Regions from separate parts of the Capsicum annuum genome. Here region 2 is linked to region 1. Evidence: chromatin contacts called from public Hi-C data. All regions are on one chromosome and are shown on one strand. The core of a region is the stretch at or near the end of the contact, and the rest is flanking DNA. Distances in the headings are between cores, read along the strand shown.

The links. Hi-C and Micro-C count contacts between places; a contact is called where the count stands out from the background.
Region 2: a Hi-C map of leaf shows a contact between it and region 1, with 2.2 times the contacts expected there. The contact joins two enhancer-like sites. A contact is called at or near these places in 3 of 5 Hi-C or Micro-C datasets (bud, leaf and placenta).

Annotation. Positions count from the first base shown.
Region 1 is chr9:154,270,597-154,278,149 of UCD10Xv1.1, forward strand. It overlaps LOC107853524 (nicotianamine aminotransferase 1), which reads left to right. Exons shown (of 13, transcript XM_047396316.1): 9 at 192-307; 10 at 593-748; 11 at 838-931; 12 at 2,816-2,950; 13 at 3,128-3,616. The coding sequence ends at 2,838. Among protein-coding and RNA genes, the nearest start is that of LOC107853524, 11 kb to the left of the region's middle. Within about 2 kb of position 4,390, at least 1 of the 5 cell types and tissues checked has an H3K27ac peak or open chromatin away from gene starts, as enhancers often do. A contact at or near this core is called in leaf, where this site is marked.
Region 2 is chr9:154,427,982-154,435,029 of UCD10Xv1.1, forward strand. It overlaps LOC107856882 (a long non-coding RNA gene), which reads right to left. Exons shown (of 2, transcript XR_007045085.1): 2 at 4,747-5,372. Among protein-coding and RNA genes, the nearest start is that of LOC107856882, 4.2 kb to the right of the region's middle. Within about 2 kb of position 2,475, at least 4 of the 5 cell types and tissues checked have an H3K27ac peak or open chromatin away from gene starts, as enhancers often do. A contact at or near this core is called in leaf, where this site is marked.

The DNA.
Region 1 (7,553 bases), core at 3,140-5,639:
ATCCATGGAGCTTTTGATTGCAAAAAAAGAAGAGAAAGTGGTGTAATCTGTGGAAGGTTCTTGATGCAGTAAAAGCAGATTAGGGTAAATTAAAGTGTAGCTTCAAAATAGAATGTCATATGGATCTTTGATAATCTGTCATGTAAAGTCTTTAATTGTGACTGACTGGCGCTCTTTAGAAGGAGGATAAGATTATTTTCTAACAAAAATGGTTGTATGTTGTAATCTTGTGTTTTCTTGTTTTCAGGTCATAGATTCCATCCTCGGGTATCTTAATATAACTTGTGACCCTGCAACCTTTTTTCAGGTTTGCTCTTGATAGTGTTCTCTTCTGCCTGCGTTCTTTAAGAAATTTAATACCTGTTATTCTTTTTAGCCACACATTTGATAGGATGCCCCCCTGAAATATGAAATGGAGTTGCCAAAGAACTGAATTTTGTTTTGGTCTAACAACTCTTTGCATTATGTAAACATATTTCTGGTTCTTATTTGAAAGCTAACAGAATAGTGATTTAAGAATTTAGTTGTATAGGTGTAATTGTCTACATCTCTTACTGAGGTATCTTGTTTCTTTTTGTTCTTACTTCGACAGGGGGCAATTCCTCAGATCCTTCAAAAAACAAAAGATGATTTCTTCTCTAAAATAGTAAATATGTTAAGAGAAGATGCAGATATTTGTTATGGTAGAATCAAGGATATTCCTTGCATCACTTCACCAAGTAAACCTGAAGGATCTATGTTTGTGATGGTAAGAGAAAAATGAAAGCTTAATTAGCCATTAGCTTGTGATTAGAACATGTAATCAATAGTCTAATGGAGGTCTTTTCCGCCCTGTAGGTCAAGCTTCATTTGAACCTTCTCGAAGACATCGAAGATGACTTGGAATTTTATTTCAAGCTGGCTAAGGAAGAATCTTTGATGATTTTACCTGGTAAAAGAAAACAGATCTCTTACAAAGCTAATAAAGTTGTTGAAAACAGTAGATAGGTTTTCTTACTCGAACAAATGTCTCTTTCGCGGAGGACTATCTTTTCAAATTACATTATTTTTTTGACGTCTTGGAATATTTCTCATATGCTTTTAGTCATTAGAGAATTCGTATTCACGGGTCATAATTAGATTCTTTTATCACGCCAACAAGCCTTTAATTGCATCTAATTCAGAAAGTTCCCGCGGGACAGACAGAAATCGTCCATACATATAATATCTGTCAGGCTAGTGATCACTTAGGGTGATATATAGTTTAGTCCAACCATTAAAACTGAGGTATATTCATGTCCGAGTATCATTGCGGCTGATGCAAAGGCAGACATTCGTCAAATTTTATTAGACTCCATGAATGTGCCATCTTGTATGAACATGAAATTTGTGTAGTTTTTGTGTTGGTGCATTGATTCACAGCATGAACAACATTTCCTATTCAAGTAGTCGTAATTGATCAATTACCTGGGAACTACCACATACCCATAAATATAAATGTACCATGACATATTAGTGAAGTTGGTCTTTACAAGATTTTGGACTTTAGCGTGAATCCCAAAACAATAGTATTTCATTATGTAACTTTTGCAGCAAAGTGATCTAGTGTGTAAGTGAACTATTTGCTTATCTAACATTCCAAGTCACTTTATGAAATGAATTATTAATGCTTACGTATTTAGGATACTGTAAACATGGTTGATTTTTAATAAAAAAGTCAATGTGAACTCTATTTTTGCTGGGATACTACTATCTCGTATTAAATGTTGATTGCATATGGAGGAACCATCTCAAAGGGGAATAGTTAGCTTCTGTAGTTTCTTCTATCCGTCTCACGTTTTGGAGAGGAATTTACATACAAGTTAATGACTAATGTAGATGGATTCATTTACATTTGTATGCTGTGGATATCAAATCATCAGTGTTTAAACGATAGTTACTTAAAATATTTATCATGCAGTTTAACAACCACCAAAGCCTTTGGTCTTAGGAATAGAAGAGGTCGAGGCAGTACCAAGTAAAGCATAATATCAAGTAAAAAATATAAATACTAAACCATAGTGCGATATTATGGTAAACCAAAAGAGAATAACAACATTATGCCTTCTTGTAATTTGTACGGGAAAATAATTTGAATATTATTATTTTTATATGGAGCATGGAGTTTGGTCCCGTGCATAGTACGAGCATAACTATCTAGTTACTACTGTATAGAAAGATGAATTAGGATTATCAAGGGTAATGCGGTAAATTCACACTAGCAAATATCCTATGTCTGTGACTCTAGAATCATCATCTTCCTCATATTCATTCTGCACAAACAACAAATATGCTATTTTACTTTTCTCCATAGATCAACAATGGAGAAACTCTCTAATAAGTACATTAGAAGTACTCTCTCACAAGTAAGGATCTTTGTATAGTTATTTGGTAAGTTTCATTTTTGATGTTTTCTCTTTTCTCCGCCGTCTCTTCAATTGTTCTTTGTAAACACAGGTCGTTGTGGTGGATGTTGCTGTGTGTTTTGGTATTATTAAGGAGTTGAGATATGTTTACGCTTCATCTTAGTCCTAATTTTCTGATTGTTTCTTTTTTAGATTTGGTGGGTACATAATGAATGATTTTGTAATTTCTTTTTGGATATGCACTTGCTGATCTTCTAATGATTTTTCGATGGGATAGTTTCGTCGTAGTTATCATAATATCGCACTATGGTGTAGTATTTATATTTTTTCATGACCCTTCGCCTTCTATGTGTTTGACAAAATTCCTACAAGCTCTTATATGTAGGTTTCCGAACTTCCTTACTGAAAATGTATGTTGTTTGACCTTGAAGGATGTGTTGTTCGTGGACAGTAGTGACCCCTGGAATCCCCACCTTTCGATACTGGGGAAAGTGAAAAAAATGCTTCATGAGATTCATAGAGTTCTGAAAACTGAGGGCATAATTATCTCTATCACGTTTGGCCAGGTAGTAAGAGCAACTTTAGGTTTATTTTTTATTTGTAAATAGTAAGAACAGCATGATGTAACCAAAAACTTATCTCTTTTAATTCATACCTTTTCTCACAGCCTGGTTCTTCCTAATTCTGTTGCTATATGCTTCTAAATTGCATTTTGCTTTTATTGACCATCCACATTTCAGCAGGTGTCATTCTTTAATCATCCTGAGCTTACCTGGTCTGTTGAGTGGAATGCTTTTGGAGAAACATTTCACTATTTTCTCTACATCTTGAAAAAGGTTAATCACAGGTCCAGAAAAGTTGTCTCACTCTACATGATGTTTGCCTATATTCATTTTTCTCCAGACCCATCAAACCTAAAGAAAATATGGATTTAAAATGGTTTCACATCAAGTTAGATACTGAATGCAAGTACTGAAATTTAACTGTTAACTTGAAGGTGTTAGAGCTATAGCTATTTTGTCATCCTTTATCTCACCAATAAAAAAAATTTGATGATTACCTCTTTATGTAATTTTTGTTTGCTAACCGTAACCCTCCCAAGACCCACTTGTGAAATTTGTGGGATTACACTAGGTATGTCATTGTTTACTATCTCTGTAGCAAAAACAATTATAAATTACATGTCTTGTTTGCCTTGAAGTGTCAAGTTACTATGTGTCCTCCCTGTGAAATTCTTCTGCTTTATAACTATTACTTTTTTGAGACTTCGTAGTTCATATGTATGTTTTTGAGTTTACGTACCTTATTAAGAAGAAAAATATATATGTTCTTGTGAAGCTCTGTTTCTCTTTTATGGATGTTTTAAATCCTCATCTTTGGGTTAAACCAAGTGAATAGTTTCTTTTGTGCTTTTCAAATTCTAGCAACAACTATTACAACAATTATGCCTCAATCAACGACTACTATATTTTTCAAGTTATAGATGAAGTTAAAAAAAAATAAGAACTTCTACTGTTGATTTGCAATTGTAGTGTTAATCTGGCCTGGATTTGTTTTAATTATGATCATAATTTGGTAATTCCTTTGTGATTGGGGCTTTGGAGGTAACCTTCCAGCGACATGTCAGATTTCTTGCTACTAAAGTCTGAAAGAATATATTTTCTATTCTGCTGGGTCCAAAACTGAACGAAAATCATTTGTCTGTGTGTTGCTATCTTGAATATCTCCTCATTTGTCTGTGTGTTGCTATCTTGAATATCTCCTCAAAGTTATAGTAACTGTTCTTTTCATTATCTTAATGTATAACCATTTCATCCACAAAAATTTTAGCCATAGGTGTCCAGCTAATGCTATTGTGTAACTTATGTAGCTTAGAGTACTCGTAAGAAAAGAGCTATTCGGTATTTTAGAGCTTTATCCTTTATGGGTACACAACTTCTTAGCAACACAATGAATTGGATAAATAAAGCTTATTTGGATGAGAATCACATATCATCCTAAAATATTCAGTTTATTGCCAATGTATGTATCCTCTACTCTATTCTATTTTGTATGAAATCCGTTCTAAATGGTAATTTCTACACTTCAGAATCAATCCAGTGATGCTAACTGATAGTGTGAATCTCATGTGCTTGAACAAAGGACATGCTTGATAGTGTTGAGCTTTTTTTTTTTTTTTTTCTAAAGATGGTAAAATCTGCTTCATTTTGCTTTAAATTAAACAACAACAAAAAACCCATTATATTCCCACATAGTGAGGTCTGGGGGTAAGATGTACGCAGTCCATACCACTACCTTCGGAGAAGTAGAAAGGCTGTTTTCGATAGACCCCCGGCTCAAGACACAGAATAATACACAAATCCTTAATAAAGCATGGAACAAGATGACAGTACATACCCACGCCACCCACAAGGAATAATAATCAAAGAGCAGTAAACAAACTCGTAATAAAGCATGCAACAAGGTGTCATAACAAGAATAATACCCTACCAAGTAATGCCCTACCCCAGCAACCCAAAAAGGCACTAGCCTTCTATCCTAATCCGTGCCCTCCAGATCTTCCTATCTAGGGTCATGTCCTCTGTGAGTTGTAACTGCTTCATGTACCGCCTGATAACCTTTCTCCAGTATTTCTTCGGCCTACCCCTACCCCGCCTGAAACCATCCAAAGCAAGCTTCTCGCACCTCGAATTGGGGCATTTGTGGCCCTTCTCTTTACATGTTCGAACCATCTCAAACGGGCTTCTCGCATCTTGTTCTCCACCGAAGCCACTCAAACCTTTTCTCGAATAGTCTCATTTCGAACTCTGTCACCCTTAGTAAGCCCACACATCCGCATTTCCGCCACCTTCAATTTTTGAATGTGAGAGTTCTTGACTGGCCAACATTCCGCTACATACAACATGGCCGGACGGACTGCCACCATATAGAATTTGCCTTTAAGCTTAGGCGGTACCTTTCTATCAAACAACACCCCCGAGGCGAGCTTCCACTTCATCCATCTCGCCCCAATCCGGTGGGAGACATCCTTGTCAATCTCTTCATTCCCCTGAATCATGGATCCAAGATACTTGAAACTATCCCTCTTACACACTGCATGGAAATCCAACTTTACTACCACCTCGTCTTCCTGCCTCAAGTCATTAAACTTGCATTCCAAATATTCTGTCTTGCTCCTGCTCAACCTGAACCCTTTAGACTCAAAGGTCTATCTCCACACCTCTAATTTATCATTCACCCCCCCTCGTCAATCAAAACTACATCATCTGCAAAAAGCATGCACCAAGGCATCTCTCCTTGAATACGTCGCGTCAACACATCCATCACCAAAGCAAACAAGAACGGGCTAAGGGTAGATCCTTGGTGCAACCCTGTAACGATAGGGAAATGCTTTGAGGCCTGTAACGACAGGGAAATGCTTTGAGTCTCCTCCCGTCGTCCTCACCTGAGTCTTGGCTCCATCATACATGTCCTTGATTACTCTGATATACGCCATGGGAACCTTGCTCACCTCCAAGCATCTCCAAAGAACCTCCATAGGGACTTTGTCGTACGCCTTCTCTAAGTCAATAAACATCATGTCCCGATCTTTCTTCCTTTCCCTATACTACTCCACCAGTCTCCGCACTAGGTGAATCACCTCCATCGTTGAGCGCCCGGGTATAAATCCAAACTGGTTCTCCGAGATAGACACTATCCTTCTCAATCTCAACTCGACCACTCTCTCCCAAATTTTCATAGTGTGGCTCAATAACTCAATACCCCTATAATTATTGCAGCTTTAAATGTCACCCTTGTTCTTATAAAGAGGGATCATTGTACTTCATCTCCAAGCTTCGGGCATTTTTCCCGACTTAAAAATGTCGTTAAACAAGTCAGTCAACCACCTAAAGCCCGCTTCGTCAGAAAACTTCCAAAAGTCCACAGGAATCTCATTAGGCCACGTCGCCCTACCCCTACGCATCCTGCGAACAACTTCTTTAACCTCTTCTACCTTAAAACGTCTACAATAACTGAAATCACGACAGTCCTCTGAGTGCTCCAGCTCCCCTAACACAATATCTCTATCCCCTTCATCATTTAATAACCTATTAAAGTACGACTACCATCTCTTCTTAATGTGGTCATCCTCCACCAACACTCTACCATCCTCCCCCTTAATACACTTCACCTGGTTGAGGTCACGACCCTTCCTCTCCCTAGCCTTTGCAAGCCTAAACAATCTCTTTTCCTCTCTTTTCTCTTCTAACCCCGCATACAATCTCTCGAACGCTGTCGTCTTAGCCGCCATAACTGCCAACTTAGCTTCTTTCCTAGCTATCTTGTATTCCTCCCTATTAGCCAGCTTCTCATCTTCATCCTTACTCTCACCCAACTTAGCATACGTCTCCTTCTTAGTCTCCACTTTCTTCTTAACTTCTTCATTCCACTACCAATCCCCCCGACAATGACCGGCCCGGCCCCTGGACATACCCAACACCTCATTAGTAGTCTCCTTGATGCACCTAGCCACTGTATCCCACATACCATCCACGTCCCCCTTACACTCCCACCCCACATACCTTTCACCTTCTCCACTATCTCCCGCGCATTCACCGGTGTTAAACTGCCCCACTTAATTCTAGGTCTACCCTCCTCACCCCTTCTCTTCTTGTCTTTCTTAATACATAAGTCCATCACCAAGAGCCTATGCTGGGTCGAAAGATTCTCACTCGAGATGACTTTACAGTCCTTACACAACACCCTATCCCCTTTCCTAAGCATCAAAAAGTCAATTTGGGTCTTGGCCATTGTGCTTCGAAAGGTGATCAGATGATCGTGCTTCTTCGGAAAGGTCGAATTCACCACTACCAACCCAAAGGACCTCGCAAAGTCCAACAGAGCAGCTCCCTCTTCATTTCTCTTCCCAAAACCAAAACCACCATGCACATCGCTAAAGCCTCCCGGTAATGCCCCGATGTGCCTATTGAAATCCCTTGCTACAACAATCTTCTCAGAACTAGGCACTCCTCTCGCCACCTCATCCAAAGCCTCCCAAAACCGCGTCTTCTCATCCCTATCCAAGCGCACTTGAGGCGCGTAAACACTACACACGTTCAGGGTAGACCCCCCAATGACTAACTTAATAGTCATCAACCTATCTCTGATCCTCTTAACCTCCACTACCTG
Region 2 (7,048 bases), core at 1,225-3,724, 160 kb after region 1:
AACCTCCAAAGGTAACTGAGGAGATAGATGCAGATTTGACTCCCCCACAAAATTCTGAAAAAGTTGTTGAAAAATCAAGGAAGTCTGAGTACTCGAAAACTAAAGTAGCTGAACCAGAGAAGAAGCAGATGCCGCCACTTCCCTTCCCTTAGAGGCAAATAAAAGCGAAGGAGGTTGCTTGTTTCAAGAAGTTCTTTGATACGTTCAGAGAGCTTCACATTAACTTACCTTTGTTAGATGTTTTACAGGGTATGCCCAAGTACGCTAAGTACTTGGGAGATGTGGTTGCTAATAAGGTTAAATTGCAGGATGTGGAAGCAATAACACTCACTGAGGAGTGTAGTTTTGTGGTTACTCAAAAGATGCCGAAAAATCTTAAGGACCCAGGTAAGTTTACTATCCCCATTCATATTGGCAACAGCGAGTGGTGCATGCACTTAGTGATTTAAGGGCAAGTATCAACTTGATGCCCCTTTATTTATTCAATACATTGGGTTTGGGGAAACTTAGACCAAGCTCTGTACTACTGCAGTTGGCAAACAGGACCATAGCCCGTCCCGAAGGAGTGATAGAGGATATGCTCATAAAGGTTGGTAAATTTATTATTCCTGATGACTTTATTATGCAAGATTTTCAAGCAGACGAACAGGTACCAATTATCTTGAGGCATCCATTTTTAGCGACAGGTAGAGCTTTAATTGATATGAGAAAGGGTACGCTTAAAATGAGGTTGGAGGATGAAGAGGCAGTTTTCAAAGTTTACAAATCGCTTAACACACTATCCCACTATAAATACTTATGCATGATTATTGTTATTAAAGGGGATAAGTGTGGGGTAGTTAGGCTGCCAAAGACCTCTTCGGACACCCTCATTGAGCTACCTAAGCCACTACCACCACTGATTGACATAATGCAAATTGATGAGCCTAAAAAGGTTAAAGTTGAAAAACTGGTTTCCCTTAAGAATTCACACCCAAGAGGGGTGAAAAGAAGGAGAAAATGCCCTCCAAGTGTGAGGAAAATAGCCTTGTTTTTACCTTCTATTTGACCTACCCTTTGTGCATTTTCCTAGTGATCCCTGTTGAGCCTTTAAATTTTTCTTTGGAAGACTCATATGTAGCATAATCCCTTCTTTGATTGACCTTAATTTGATCCAACAGCTCCTAAGAGCTTTAATGAAAAATTAAGTGAGTAAGGAGTTTGAAAAATAAAAGAAAAAAAGTGAATTAAATGTCCCAAGATTATAGTTATTGGTGTTGATAATTGATGTGCAGTGGATGGGTATGGTAGACATTATGCTAGAAATATTACCATGTTTGTGAAAAAAAAAATTGATTCATGCGGTAATAAACAATACTTCCACCATGTGTTTGTGAAAATGCTTATAGGGCAAAATAAAAGATATGGGTGGATGGAAAAAGTGTAATTTGGTTGTTGAAGATTGGTTTTAAATGTATAATGTAGTGTATTAAAGCACTTAGAAAGGTTAATCACTATTCCCAAAAAGTTCCTACCCGTCCCTCAGCCTATCCTACAAAGGAGGTCTCCACTGTATTAAATCCATGTACCACTTTCAGTAGACTAATAAAGTCCCTATAGGATATTAACTTGGCAATGTAGTACTTGAGATGCTGAAATGATAATGTGAACTGTGCACACTATTGGATCCTAGCAAATTCAGATCTTACTTCTCATCATGCTGGTAACATGTTGGTAATTGTTGATATAGCCCCACCTATTAAATATAGTTGTAGCCACCTTGTCTGCTCTATGCGGCTCGACTCTTGTTTCTACTGATCTAACAAACTCTATTTGTTTAGATCTAGCATAATTTTTGAGATCTTTTGTTTATAGATCTTAATTATTCCTTTAATATATGGATTTTGATGACGCTCCCTTATCAGGAGGAATACTCATACCACTAGTCCAATTTTATTTTCCACCTTGACTACACTTAGCAGGTGCTGATCTCAGCCGTGGAAAGTTATTCAAATTAAATTTTGGGCTATTTACTTCCCTGACCTAAGGACTTTGAGGTGAACCAGATCTCTTTTTATTGTTGCTTAACACTTTTTGATCAGAGCTACTTCTTTGCTGGCTCTTCTGCACTTCACTGGAATCACCCTTTTCCTGATCACTTTCTGTTTTTATTGGTTTAGCTTGTGGTATTGCAGTAACTTTCCCTTTATAATGCCACTCTTGGACTACTCTCTTATAAGGCAATCTCACCTTTCCAGGATCCTTTATATTTGGTAAAACAACTATGACCAATCACTTTACCTATAGAGCACAACTTAGGTCTCCAATCATACACAACTGGTTGCTTAAAATTACTACCATTTGGCTCCACCACTACCACTTCACTTTCTAAATCCTAAGTCACATTGACCTTAATAAGCATTCTAGTAAACGAGATTCAGGTCTGCTTAACTGTGCACTCATCTGCATATACAGGTACACCAGTGACGCTATTTATCCTGCTTCAAAGAGTCCCTACCCAACAAAACATGGGAAGCTTTGGAAATTTAACCCACAGTAGGATTTCTGTAGGATATTCAGTATTGAAATTAGAATTTCTTGACCAGGGCTTCAGATAATAGGCTTGCTATTATATAGAAGGTGTAGAATAGAGTACCTCCTTGATGTCCTCCTTAGAATCAAAACTTATAACATAGTACCCTTATCCATTGTAGTACAATTTTGGGCTAGTAACATTTGCCCAATATTTCCCAATATATCTGAAAAAGCATTATGCCCTAGTGTCCCCCCCTTCAAAATAAGCTATGAGAGAACAATGCCACTTAGCAACCTTTCTATCCACCTCTTTTTTTTCAAGTTTTACCACTGCCTGACCTTCCACTAGATAAGAGATGATTATATTAGTGACATACCATGGGTATCTGCTCTATTATTAGTGAATAGACTTGTCCAAGGAGCTACAGCCCTTTCCTCTTGCTCATTGGTTGATTTTAGAGAATCAGTTTTAGGATTTACTATTCTATTATTTACTGTAGCTCCAAATCTCGACCCTGATAGTACTGTTTCATTAGCTGGTACCACTAGACCAGGGTTTACTAAACTTGATCCACATTTCATTAGAGGGGAGGTGGTTAACATGAATCGTTTAAAAACTCCACTTTGCCTTAAAATCCCTTTTTCGTCTTGCATCTCTGTCTTGTCACTTGTTCCATCGAGTGTATCCATAGGAGTTTGATTGCTCATATCTCTAGATTGTACTCGATCTCACACTGAGCTCCCAATAGTCGTAATCAAAATTGTTCTAGGTCATCCTCACCCTCGTCCTCTTCTACGACCTCTTTCGCGTGCTCTAGCCATGGCAAACACCACAAGTGTACGTTAGGCTGACATGCGCCGAGAGTCATCTAATTTATTTATTTTACTAGTATTAAAGTTATGTCATAGGCTCCTGTAGTGGATGAATAGAAGTTGGCTGATGCTACCAACTGAGAGGATCATAGTGCATGGGTGATCAAGAGTTCTAAGGGTAAATAAAAGCCAGCTCATACTTTCAAGATGGTGTACACTAAATTTGTCCATGTAGTTTGGATATAGAGGAACATGAGAACATTTGAGAACAAGAGTAGAATTTGGTAGCAACTAGCAAAGGACACAACCTACACATGTTGTGTTAAAGCTCCACCTGCAATTAGTACTAGACTATAGAAAAATGCCCTTTTAGGTAGTAGTATTCTTTTTGCTTCCTATATGGTTTTTGTGTTTTTATTCTAGGATAGCAGAATTGTGGTGGGACTATTATGGATTTGTAATTTTTTCACTTGGTAATTAATGAAAAAGCTAGTTTCCAAAATTGCAAGTTGATAGCAAAGAACATGTGACCACCAATCATAGATGCATCTCATTTCATAGTAAATGGTCCACATGGACAAGCCCATATAAACCTTGTTATACATTTTAAAAATTTAGGGATACAACTCCAACCTAAGCCGATATACTTAATCATGAGAACAAGTAACATAAGAGAATTCGTGAAGAATCTTTTATTTCTTCAATGTATAATCACATGAATTCTCAATTATTTTCTTGCATTACAATTGGTCAACTGCTCATGCCAACTTACGTATTTTTTTTGTAAATATTTAGTTTACTATGAGATGCAATTTCATCACTATGTTCATATTTATATCAACAAACAAGAGGAAAACGGATAGCCTTTCACGTAAATATTTATAACCCATTTTGATTGTAGTAATATAAACATGTAAAATCTTTCCATAATTTATTACCATCATAGAAAAGAACAGTTTATAAAATTTCAACCCAATTCATATAGAACTTTCCAATTATATATAATTCCTTTTATTTAAGGAAAGATAAATTTTAATTAAAAAAAATCTGAATCGGTAAGTTAGACAAGTAAATGTGCAATGGCATATATAGCATACTAATTGATGTCATATATAATAGTGACTAAGGGGTAAGGTCTATGTCAGCACGGTCCCAACATGGAGATTGTGTTGAGTATATACGCACAGTTATTAGTTGCAATACATAAATATACAAAATACACCATTTACTTGATGGAATTCGTCAAGGATCTATGCTTTACAAGATAATTATGTAATAAATAACAAATGTGATGTATTCTCAGGTTGATATATGTAACCATAAGACCGAGACCTATTGCATAAGATAGAGAAATATTAGTGTTTTTTACTGAATTTCTAGAGAAATAAAAGAACAAATAAACAGAGGAGCGAAAAATCGTAGTCTGGTGAAATCTTTCCTCTTTTGTTTCAGTTGCATTAGAACATGACTGGTAAAGTTTGTTATAACCATCTCTCACTTATTGTTCCCACATTACATTATCAAAAAGTGTATATTATCACTAAGGTGTAGACATATCAAACAGATTCAGTGACAGGAAACTCCTAATTTTGTATTGCAGAAGAAATACTTCATTTATCACAATTTATGTAACACTGATAGATCCATTAATATTTTAGAAGATTTCACAAAGTCTTAATTGGACCTCTCATTAGAAATCATGGAGAATAGAGAATGACATATCAACCCAACTTCCTCAGTAATATTCCTACTTAACTGATTGTTTGCAACTAATAACTGCAAAATCCAAAAGTCTAACTAAACCTACATCATTTAGTTCAATTGAAATGACATGGACATCGCCGTAATCGACACCGTACCAATTTTGGGAGCAACCATTTGGTTCCAATGACTTGATCCTATGAAGAAAGGACTTTCCGAGAAGGGTCTTTCAATACTCCCTTCTTAAGCTCCAAAAGAGCATCCAAATCCAAGTTTCCCGTAGCTAACTCAACTAAAAATAGCAGCACCAAACAAATGGCAGACTCTATCTCCTACTAGTTTCCCTTCAATGATAAACCAGTACGACAGCATGATAAGACTTACATATAATGCTGAACTAAAAAAGAGAAATACAACATTTTGTCAAGCTAAGAAGTCAGAATGGGCCAATAAAGTAGACAAACCCCACCAAGTAGAAAAAACTGGGGATTGCACAATCATTTCAAGAATCCCACAAAATAAAATTCGCAAAATCTTCAACACAATTGCAATCTCCACTAAACCATTATGTAAGTGAAATAAGAGAGCATATAAACCTATGATAAAAGAATAAGCAACAACAATATCAACCAGAAAAATTATTGAAGTCCAATAACACCACCAATAATGTCCCAAAATGCAAATTTCCACCATTAAATTCACTCACCAAATAACCAAAACATCAAAATCAAAAATAGTAGACCCTACATTTCCCTATACCATATGCAAGTCATAGGGGTTTTAGTTGGTCAAACCAACTTTAACAAAATAATAACAAGACCCCAACAACAACACCACATACCCACAGAAATCCCACAAGTGAGGTCTGGGGAGGTTAGAGTATACATAGACCTTACGACTACCTAGTGGAGCTAGAAAATCTATTTTTAAAAGACCATCAGCTCAAGTGAAATAATTTCAAGTACAAAGGGAAATAACAAGACCATTAGTATTTCCAAAGAATCTGAGGAATATAGCTGAAAACTAAAAGAGATCCTATGTTAAATAGCCATAAGGTACCAAAGTAAACTCCAAATCAGTACCAATATAAACAAAACTACATGGAAATACTTAAACAGACACAATCCATAAAACAGATAAAAAGAACGTACGAAAATTGCACGTAAAAGCATCTCCATGATTGGAGCTACCGCAAGAACTAAAAAATAGGGATACAATCTTATAAATATGTAGCCATAAATAAACAAGAAAAATTTGAATAAAATACCTAAGGAGACTATAAATCCATGATTGAAGCTTTCTAACATACAACAATCTCCCAACGCACATAATAGCCTTAAAACGGCAAGAAAATCAAAAAAAATACCAAATATAACTAAGCAGAGTCTCTACTATTTAGTAAGATAAACAATATAAACATCTAAATGACACAATTCTTTCACAAAAAAATATTTAGTGGCCCATTTGTTTCTACAAGGTCAAAAATCATAGTACCCCTTTTCTTCATCTTGAGATTTGTCATGGGTGTGTTAAGGATTTCCTTCTACAAAATCATTAGATCAATTTCAAATCTCAATTATTTAAAACAATCAGAGAAAAAACCCCTAAAAATTAACATAAAAGGTTAGCTTTTTTTTTTTTTTTCTAATTCAAAATCATGGTAAAACCCCAACATATGTAGCTTCAATTTTGAAAACCTACAAGAAACTGATAACGAAATCAAGAGACATCTAAAGAGAGCATACATGCATTAGACAGTAAGAATATTTTGAATTTCTATTTTCACCGTTTGACCAAAAAATTGGATAAATACACCTCGGAAAGAAGGAACCATAGCATCGAATTGAGTCTTCTTCTTTCATATTTTTTCAGTATTCTTGTTTCATTAAAATTAAAAAAAATCCCAAAAAATATTAACCCAGAAAACATTACCAACTATACATAAAACTTAGTCCCTAGCTCAATTCATTTTTTAGATAATCTATTGCCAAACCTATTTAATTAATTTGCCGTCAACCCT